Linked DNA regions of Columba livia: region 1 is linked to region 2. A link is a contact called in public Hi-C data. All regions are on one chromosome and are shown on one strand. Each heading gives the region's core, a stretch centred on a gene start, on an enhancer-like site or on the middle of the called end of the contact. The rest is flanking DNA. Distances are from core to core; before and after follow the strand shown.

Evidence for each region. Hi-C and Micro-C count contacts between places; a contact is called where the count stands out from the background.
Region 1: a Hi-C map of crop shows a contact between it and region 2, with 5 times the contacts expected there. The contact joins two enhancer-like sites. A contact is called at or near these places in 2 of 2 Hi-C or Micro-C datasets (crop and liver).

The regions. Positions count from the first base shown.
Region 1 is chr1:75,114,877-75,119,777 of bColLiv1.pat.W.v2, forward strand. LOC135578309 (a long non-coding RNA gene) reads left to right here. Exons shown (of 2, transcript XR_010469798.1): 2 at 1-1,892. Among named protein-coding and RNA genes, the nearest start is that of GAP43, 140 kb to the right of the region's middle. Within about 2 kb of position 2,120, at least 1 of the 3 cell types and tissues checked has an H3K27ac peak away from gene starts, as active enhancers do.
Region 2 is chr1:74,633,018-74,638,043 of bColLiv1.pat.W.v2, forward strand. All of the region lies in intron 2 of ZBTB20 (zinc finger and BTB domain containing 20), which reads right to left. Among named protein-coding and RNA genes, the nearest start is that of ZBTB20, 13 kb to the right of the region's middle. Within about 2 kb of position 3,659, at least 1 of the 3 cell types and tissues checked has an H3K27ac peak away from gene starts, as active enhancers do.

The DNA.
Region 1 (4,901 bases), core at 870-3,369, 480 kb after region 2:
TTAGCATTTGCTATTTGTTAGCACTCTAAAGACTGTTTAATTTACGCACAGCTTGCGTGTATGTGCATGAGTGTATGTATGTATTAAGACACAGCTGGTCCTATGGAGACAAGGTTGACTGTTACCCCTGAGGCAAGAGGCCCATGGAAAGCACGGTGGCCGGTGTTGCATTATTGCCCTTTACTATTCTTTGACCTCCGCTTGATATATTTTTCCATAACCCTAGGCAGTGAGCTCTCTGTGGGTGGGAACTGTCTGTGTGTTATTGTCTGTTAAACGAGGACCTCATTGTGGAATACAGCTTCCGAACTTCACTACTAGACAAATAATACCAACAGGCAAGGTGGCCAGCATCTGTCTTAACTGGTCCACCACCACAGGCAAGGTGGATGTTGACTAATCTCGGGGAAGCCTGCAATGGGAGCAAAAAACTGTTCCCTTAGAAGTGTGCCAGCACTAGCAAAACATAAAAGCCACAATTGCTAAAAGCAGGAATGATACACACACATCACAAGAAGCAATAACTAGGATAGAAGCACACAAAGGTGACCTGTGAACCTGCTGAGAAAGACAGTGGGAAAACAACAGCAAGTCTAGTCTAAAGTAATAGTGTGAGAAAATTCTTCAAGGCATAGCAGAGGCACATACTAGTCACTGGAGCTGCCCTTTCAGTTGTGTTTGTTGCTGAGAACTGAGTGATGCCAGCATATCAAGGGGATGTCCAGAAGAGTTGGACCTACATTTCTGATCCTCTAATATGCTTTGTCAGGAAAGAATGGGAACATCTCTTTTTACATGCTGAGGAAACTCAGTGTTTTTCAGTAGAATTTACACCACAGGGCAAAAAGCAACTGCAGAACAATGGAGATTTTGCCTTGCCCACAGTATCTGATATGTGACAGTGCTCTCAGGATATTTATACTCAGGTGCTACTGTTGTTCAAAGGAGCAACAGTTAGTGCTGTTGCAGTGTGCACCACTAAGGACAAATGATGAAAAATAAAGCTGTACCACAATGAAGTTGAGAGGTCCTTAGCTCAAAGTAAATATGACATGAAGGGCCTAGGCTAATCCCTGATTTCCTGGGAATGGCATTCATCTTTTACCATGAAACTGCTTCAGAATGCAAGTCCTTTGGGTTACTAAGGAAGCACTGAACACATTAGCTGAACATACCTGATGCAGTACTGCCTGACTGCTTCTGTGGCCTCTGAGGCTCTAGCTTGGGGAAAATTACAAGTGTTCAGTTCCTCTCCAGTGTTCATTACTTCTGGAACATAATGCTAGGCATTAAATGACAAAACATATAGTCGTTTCACTGCTAATCAACTCATGCTCATACTAGAATCCTTGCTTATTCATCACACCTTCCCAGATCCCATAAGCTCCTGTTGCCTTCTACTCAACTGTCCAGTTTGGATTGACAGAATGAACCCTCTCTGAGTGGTGGTGTCAGGACAAAAATGTTCAGCATTCTGAAAACTGAAAGTAAAAAGATTCAATAAACCCAAACATAAAAACATAACACAAGACCTAGTGTACTCAAGGTTCTATGTATTTTCACATTTAATTTCAGTAAAAGTATACCTTTAAGATTAGAGTTGACACAATGTCTAGTCTGCTGCACTGTCAAGATAAAAATCCAACAGGTTTTCTAAAGGGACTGTGTCCAGGTTCCTATGAAGTTAATGGTGATGAAGGGCCCTGATAACGTAGAATATTGTTCAAGAGTCTGGGAATCAGGACATGCAGGTACTGCTTCGTTTGCACTATATACTTGCTGAGAGCGCTTGGGCAACATATTTATTCTCTTTATGTCTCTTTTTCCTCAGAGAGAAAGTGGTAATAACAACACTCCTAACTTCTACACACAAAATTAAAAGCATAAAGCAAGAGGAGTGGAATTATTACTCATACTATCTGCTATCATTACTCTGGGATAATGAATGAGATGGGCAATTGGGGCCATACAACATTACTGTACTAGCAATAATGGAGTAAGATTTTACTTAGTTAACATTTTTATAGATCTGTAACCTTAATACTTTCTTACTGCTTCCAAACATACGCTTCTATCTCCTTTCTCTGGACAGCTAACAGCATTTGCTGCATCTAGTGACAATGCTGAAGTGACAGCTCTCAGCCTCTGCTTGTTCCCTCGTTTGTGTTCACATTAGGATATGACCTGGAGGGTCGTGGGGCCACCATGTTGGCTGCTTGCTGGATGATGTCAGCCGCGATCAGCTATGTATCGTGTCTCTGGGGCACTGAATCATTTCCTGTTTTGTGCCCTTTCTGATGAAGAGGAACTGGAACTAAGCACTTTTGCCTTTCATAGCCCCTGGCTAGTCAAATCTGGCATGGGACCCAGCTGTATTGAGCAGACTGTGCTGGAACTTCACATTTTAACCATAAGTGCTTAGAAATTATGGTGCTGCCATCCCATCTAGTGGAGGGATCAGATTAATTCATCAGCTGCTGGTTGCTAAGTCAGCACATACTTCTGCTGTGACTGTAGGAGCAGAGCTATCAGCCTCATCCGAATGCAGTTTACACAACCTGCTCACTACATTGTTGATTCACCCTGTGCAGAACAAATTGGGTGCATTTCTTGACACTGAAAAAAAAGGTCTTGAAGTTTACACTGATACCAGACAGCAGTAGTTGTATCAGAAACCCAAGTCAGAAAGATGATCTAATGGCTAGTTTGGGAGAGCTCACCAAGGAAGAAAACCAGCTTTGCAGCAATATTTCACTGAGAGTAACAAGGAAGTGAACAATCTATTGTTTGATCTAGAACTTTTTAGGTCCCCACTTCGCACCACCACCCCACCCGGTGCAGCTGTTTTGACCTTGGTCTTCCTGTCAGCCCACCAAACTGGTCACCCACCCTTCAGCTGTGGCTGAAGGCATTTGCACCGAGAAGGAACAACTGGCTACCTTTAACTGCAGGCAACTGCTGCGTTGCTCCAGGGCATGAACATGAGAACCAGCTGTAATTTCTGAGTTGCTACCAATGATTAAAGCTAATCAGCCATTTCAAGGTTAGCAAACACTTTACAATTCCCTCTGGATCCTCCTAAAACCCCATAAGCGTCATTATCCACCTTCGAAGAACTTCCATCTACTTCAGAGACAGGATGGAGAGGGACATATCCCTTCTTCCTACATGGAAGAGGCTGCAGAGCCAAAAACTGTTAGGTTGTCCTTCCCTGAAAGAAGGAAGTGTTCACTGACAGGTCAGATAAGCAGAGCACATCACAGAAAACGCTAGCGCCAGTAGAATTAGCCATCTTTGTATCTACACAGGTAATTTTGACTTGCACTGAAAAAATTGAGGGGATTTCTAATAGGTCTGAAAATGAACTTGAGTGACTCCTTCTTGAGAACAGTTTATTTTGCCAGCCCTAAGCCTCATTCCACTGCTCCACAGTGCAGAGCTCTGCCCACTGCCACCAGGCAGACAGCAGGTCTGTGGTGCCACATGCAAGCATTTCCCACCCTGTGCTTCACTTCAGCATGTGGGAAGTTCATGTTTTAAGACAAAAAAAGTTATCCTTAACAGGGAGAGAGCTGCAGATGCTTTCTGCTCCACTATGGGTTTGAATAAAGGCCATAAGGCCATCTCTCAGGGGGTCGGGGGTGGGGGGAGGGTGGAAGTGTGTGATTCATACCAGTTTCATAGAAAAGAGTTTTCCTTAGAACCATCAGTCTTGCTGGCACACAGAGAGTCTGCAGGCATGGAACAGGCAGGGTGTGAGTGGACACACAGGATAGGCAAGTGTGTCCCCATCCTGACAGGCTATCCACTGCCAGTAAGGAACTGGACGTTGCCAAGGCAATGGGTAGGACAAGCATACATCTAGAGATCTTGTGGAAACACATTTTGTAGATCAAACAGAGATTGCAGCTAAAAGGATTACTTATGCAAAATGGGAGTGTTAGAAGGGGGTTGTTCATTCCCCCTCATCTTCATACTTAGAAATCAGCTGTAAGTTAAAACACTGTTTCTTTACACAACAGAAAAATACAATGCTTTCTCCTACCTGGCAGTGCCTTTGCACACATAGACCTGAATCACATTATTTTCCAAGTAGTATGAAAATGCTCTGTTGGAAGTGCACTAGATGGCAGTGTTCCTTCTGAATGATTGCTGAGCCACTGCTCCACCATGATCACCACATTTGGAAAGGCCCTAAAAAGTGTTGACATTGTCATCCCCAGAGTATTCTTCCAAATTTTGGGTTTCCAACCTTTGTGTCTTTCTGAGGTGGAAAACTGCATCCTGTCTCCTTGGATGCCTTCTGCCCTCACCTCTAGGAAAGCCTTCCTCATGTCCAGTTATCCACTTCAGCTTCATGCTGTTGAGCCCTCAGAGCTAGCACTGAACCCAAAAACTAGTTGTTTTTCTGCAGCACATGGGTTATGGCTCATGAGTTGCTTAGTGTTATTCAGTCTGAGCTTAACAGTAAGTTTTACAGCAATTTCTTTGGTACAAGCCTCAATCTCTTGTCTGTATTGTGTCTGTATTGTGGTTCTTTAGAAGATAAGACACTTTCTTGATGTATTAATATGAATTTGGAACTTGAACACATATGGCTTTCCAGTATGAAACCAAGGACCTTTTTACTCTGAGAGATGCTGAGGATAATCAGAATCAGCACACATCACCAAGGCAAAACTGCATCAAACTGCAAGTCGGGCTAGAATGGTAAGTAATTTTGATAGCCTTTCGTCATATTTGAGCTTGTTTTGTTCCTGACAGATTCATTAGTATTGCTCACATCTAGTGAGAAATTTAACTTCAGCCAGACCACCCAACTGTGCAGGTCTGCACCCCCTTTGTCCCCAAAGCAAGGCTTCACCTCATTTAGCAACTGTGCTCTTAGAAGAGGAAGGAAC
Region 2 (5,026 bases), core at 2,409-4,908:
AAGTTTTCCTAGTATTCAGTTTTGAAACCAGTTACTCATCCTTTCCTTCAGCAGACACTGAGAACTACTGACCACTTTCCTCTTTACAGCACTCTCTCATATATTGGAAGGGGCCTCACTTTTCTTCTTTAGACCTATCTTTTCCAGAAAATTCAAACTCAGGTCTCCCAATCACCCTCACTGGTTATATGTACTCTCCTCATTCTTACCTTCTTCCATCTTCAGTCTAGTTTGTCCTCTATCACTTAAAATGCAGGGCCCTAAAGCAGAGAAAGTACTCTACCTGAGTGAGGTGAATGAAACAGTTGCCTGAGATACTTCATATATGATACTCTTTAAAGACCTTACAGAATAAATAAACACAAGCAAACAGGGCCTTGTTATCAAAATAAAATCGTAAAAATTTTCCTTAAGAAAGGCATGTTTCAGTAAAGAACCCTTAATTTGGAATGAAAATCTCAACTCTTGCATAAACATAACAGTTCGGCGGAAATACAGCATTTCTGTCACCACATGTGAAAGCTACTATATCCCTTTAATTTCCATGGGAAGTTTTCTCTTTTCCATACATTAGTGTCTCCTGTTCCAAACTTAGCACTGTAACCATGGGTGCTTTCTTCAGCTTCAATGACCTGATTTATCCCCAGTGATGAAGTTTTATTTTCTGTTATTCTCAAGTTAGTTACTCTAAAATAAAACTGGATTAAGAGAGCAAAAATTCGTATCTAATGTTTCCACACACAAAATTAGTCCTGCATCAGGTTCCAACTCTCTGGGACCAAATTTAGTGGAGCAACATTTTTTCAACTCAAGGAAGTGACTTGAATACAAATCCTGAAAACCTGGTAGGGGCTGACGTCTCAGTACATCTCAATGACACCAGAGAGGCTGAATTAGCCAATCCTGCTCTGACTGATTCTCCTGAATATTTGGCCTCATTCTGAACAAGGGCCTGCAAGTGGAAAAGCTTGTATGGAGTTTCAGGAACACAGAAGAACATTTGTATCCTCAGCAGGAGATCTGACCAGGAGCAGCCCTTGCTTTCTGTTGCTTTAAAGGTTTGCTGGAGTTTTCACCCAATCATCTGCTTGAACATCTTGAAAATCAGTATCTCCTTCTATAATATCTATCCAAAACAAACACCAGATGACACTACACGAATTGCCCTAACCTTACCAGATTGTTGTTAGAATCAAAATATGTAGCAGTCTACATTTAACAGGAAGTACTGTATTTTTACCAGCATAACATCTATTAATGTGTCAGTAATATACCCTTATGGAAGGAAGAATCACTGTGTTCTGAAAGCTGTCAAACTTCTCTAAATTTCATAGTCTAATAACTACTTTTATTTGAAAGACAAAAAGCATGCACACACAAACACAACCTTAATCTCCAAGGAGCAAGCTCTAATATGAAAGAGTTTGCTTAGACTTTGTTCAGGAGATAGGCATTTTCTGCAGACTAGAGAATGTTCAGCAAATTTCCTTTGGACGATTTATTCAGCTAATTGCCCTGTCCTTTTTAGCGTCTACCTAATGATGAGATACTCATTTTACATAAAACTGAAGACTAAACCATAAGGTGTTCTGTACATAAAATTGATTCTACACCCAGTAGGCATAAATCCCCAATGGCAAACATAAAAGCCTCTATTTCAGCTCACATGCTTGGGGAATGGGCACTGAATCACCTTCCTATGCTTTGCCTGAAAGTCTGCAGGAGGAGTTGGTCAGCACTAATCCTGTTGGCTCTACAGTCTGCAAGGTGGCAACGACTGTACCTGTTTGCTTCATACGTAGAACGGGGACAGCATCACACACCCAATTCTCCAGAAGGGCTGCCTGTCTTAGTCTTAAGAAATTTTTCTGCATTATTTTGATAAAGAGCACTACAGAAAGATCAAGAATTAACTCTATACGTCTCTTCAGATTTTGTTCTCCAGGCTTACAAAAACAAAGTTTTCCTCTCACGCTGCTCTAGTGCCCTGATTCCTTTATACCTCTTCATGATAAATATCGTACTTACAACTGTAAAACACCAGGTAAAATCTAGCTCCAATTCACAGCAATTTGGTGACCACACGTTTCAAAGTGTTACAGCACATTCAGATATTTTTAAATTAATGAAATATTCCATTTTTAGCCAGGGTATTTACTTTTTCCACTTTCACTCCAGTTTGTGTTCTTGCTATTTTAGGAACTCCAAAGATACTTTACAGTATACTCAAAAGCCATTTTTATTCCCAAGCACATGTTTGGGGGCTAGTCCAATATACATCCACTGTAAACACCAGCACACATATACACACACTCTTTTTCTCTCAGTTCCTCCCTCCATCCTTGTTTGCAGCCCCCTGCTGCTACAGCCATTCCATCATATCCTCCTAGCATAGACAGGGATTACATCAATGATACCTGTAGCCATCTACAACACCTCCAAGCAACATATACTACATTAACAGGAGAACCACCGAAGCTGTCATCACAGCTGCGTTAACGGGGATTTCAACAGGCTGGCCGTATTACAGGGGTGCTAATTCCTTTGCCCCGGCCAACGGTAACCTATTTATGTCAGCAAAAGATGAAATCACCAAACAGCATTTAATGCTGTTTTTCAAAATGTGAAGAGAGAAAACGGTTGGTACAAGTGCCCTCTTGTAATGGGAAACAGAGAAAACAAAATCGCCACATGATGGCACCATTTCCTAGGAAGAGGAACGAGGCTGTGCTCATCCCTGTTCAGTAGGGAACATTTTCACGTTCTACATGAACACCATTTCAACCGGGCTTGCTTGTTCCTACAGAGCTCACACACGATCTTGCCAAGCCCCAGCAAGGCCCAACTGTTTCAATTACCTATAAGTTTAAGGCAGTTTGGCTCTTTAAAAATCTAGGCGCATCTATTGCTCCTTTTTTCTTCACAGTGCCAGGTGCTGTTACCCAGAGGGCAGGCTGCACTAGTCGCCCTGCAGCAAGAGAGCCACAGAACAGGGAAGAGGTGAGCGGGGCCAGCGATGCCCATGAAGTTATGGTGTGAGCACTCCCCACTCAGACAAAGAATAGGGGGGCGCTTTGTGGGAAAAAATAGAATAAACTTTTTGGGAAATGTAGGAAACCAAGGTGATTGATTTTGCTGTTCTATGGTCCTGATTATAAGCTTACTGTATTCACTAAGAATACCTCCACCTGCCTTTAAGGGCTTTTGCTTAAATCCTAGTAGTGTATTTCAGAGTGAATACCTGTAAGGAAAGTGAACCGGGATTGCTTTTGGTTATCTTGCTGTGGTGGACTGCATACACTTATATCCTCTCTCAGAAGCACTGTTTGGGGAGGAGAAGGGGCTGGGGTTAGAGGAAGAATTACTTAGAAGGGTAATAGGTGCAAATATATTAAAACAAGCTTCCAAAAGAGACAATTGCTATTCCACCAACTCTTTCTTGTTTTGCCTGTATTGTTGTGGGTTTTATTTTTTTTTCCCCCAAGCAGAAAGACAAGGAGGAAAAGCTTATCAGTTTGAGTGTGGTTAAATACAGTATGCCTGAAAGCCTGTGGGCTTTGGTTAAAAGTAAAATATAGATTAAAACCTCTTAAGATAATTACCTGTTTAGAAGGTATCTATTCAAGCTAGAATCCTCTACAGGGAGTGTTTGCAGCAGTCTGTTAGGAAAACAGTGCAGTCAGAAATGACTGCCTTTGGTGGAAGAGCTGCTGCCTGTGGAAGAGCACCCCTTATACCCTCCATGTTTCCAGAGAAAGGCCTTTCAGTGTGGGAGATTTTGCTCTGGTCACAGAACTACTAGTTGATAAGAGAAACAAGGAACAGACAAAAAGCAGTAAATGCCAGTCCTCAGGGTTGGGAAAAGGATTCTTTTATCTCTTCCAGTGGCTGCATATCAGCCTTGAGTAGAGGAAAGCTATCACATGAAAATGCTAGATTTTATTCAGTTTATTTATTTTTTTAATTTATTAGTGAAAGGGTAATTGTTAACTAGTACAACTGGCTGCTTTGGTGAATATTTAAACTTAGAGATATCGTGAGACAGATGTTCATACAGTTTTAGACTGTGGCTTCTTTATATCGCATTTATGGGATGAGTGTTCAGGCCTGCTTATAATTCAGACTTAAATATCAGTAGGAAAAAGCACATGCTTATGTCAATGATGATGAAGGCCACAGGGAAAATTTCTGTCCTCAGAGAGACCTCTGCAATCCCTGGAAGCAGACTTATTTCCAAAATCACCTACTTAGTTTTGATAGGAAAATAAATGTAGAGCAGCAGAACATTTTAAACTAATAAATGAAGGCAATAAACAAGAACGCTGCATTCATGGGTGGCTTGATATCATCAGATGGTTCTGTAGCATTAAATGTACGTTGACAGTTCCAATGCCTTTTTTTTTTCCTCCACATGGAAAAGGTCCAGGAATTACATGTGTACACAAGCATAAGACACCAACAGGTGATACTAATACAGTGCATAAGAGTTATTACTCAGGTCTGCCTCCAGGCACATTCTACCCCTCTGCTCAGCCAAAAACATTAAAGATAGCATCTGGGAGTTTTCCTTTTGAATACAGGGAATATACCCTGTTTTGAAATCCTGCACAGGAACAAAGCACAAGGTATTTTTGCTAAAGTTGATATGGTTGCACACACAGGCATGAAGCTGTGGAGACAAGTCGTTTGCTCTGTTTTTATTTCCTCTATCATACCCCTTTTCTACGCAAAGATTGCTACTTTGTGTTTTTTTTCCTCTATCTGTGTAACATCAATAAATTATATGTTATCATTCCTATCATCTACTTATAAAGAGCCTTTCAAGAGTTTTAATAGATGCACAATATTGCTACACTTACATTTTCACTGGTTAAGAACTCAAAAATAGCTGTTGTGAGATTACGCTTAATTTATACTACTTCTCTCTTGTGAGCTTTCAAGAAGCAGCATTTCACCACATGTCACGGATTGATACAGAGTATATATTGCGCATCCCAGCCGGGCAGAGTTTCTTTCAGTGTTTAAC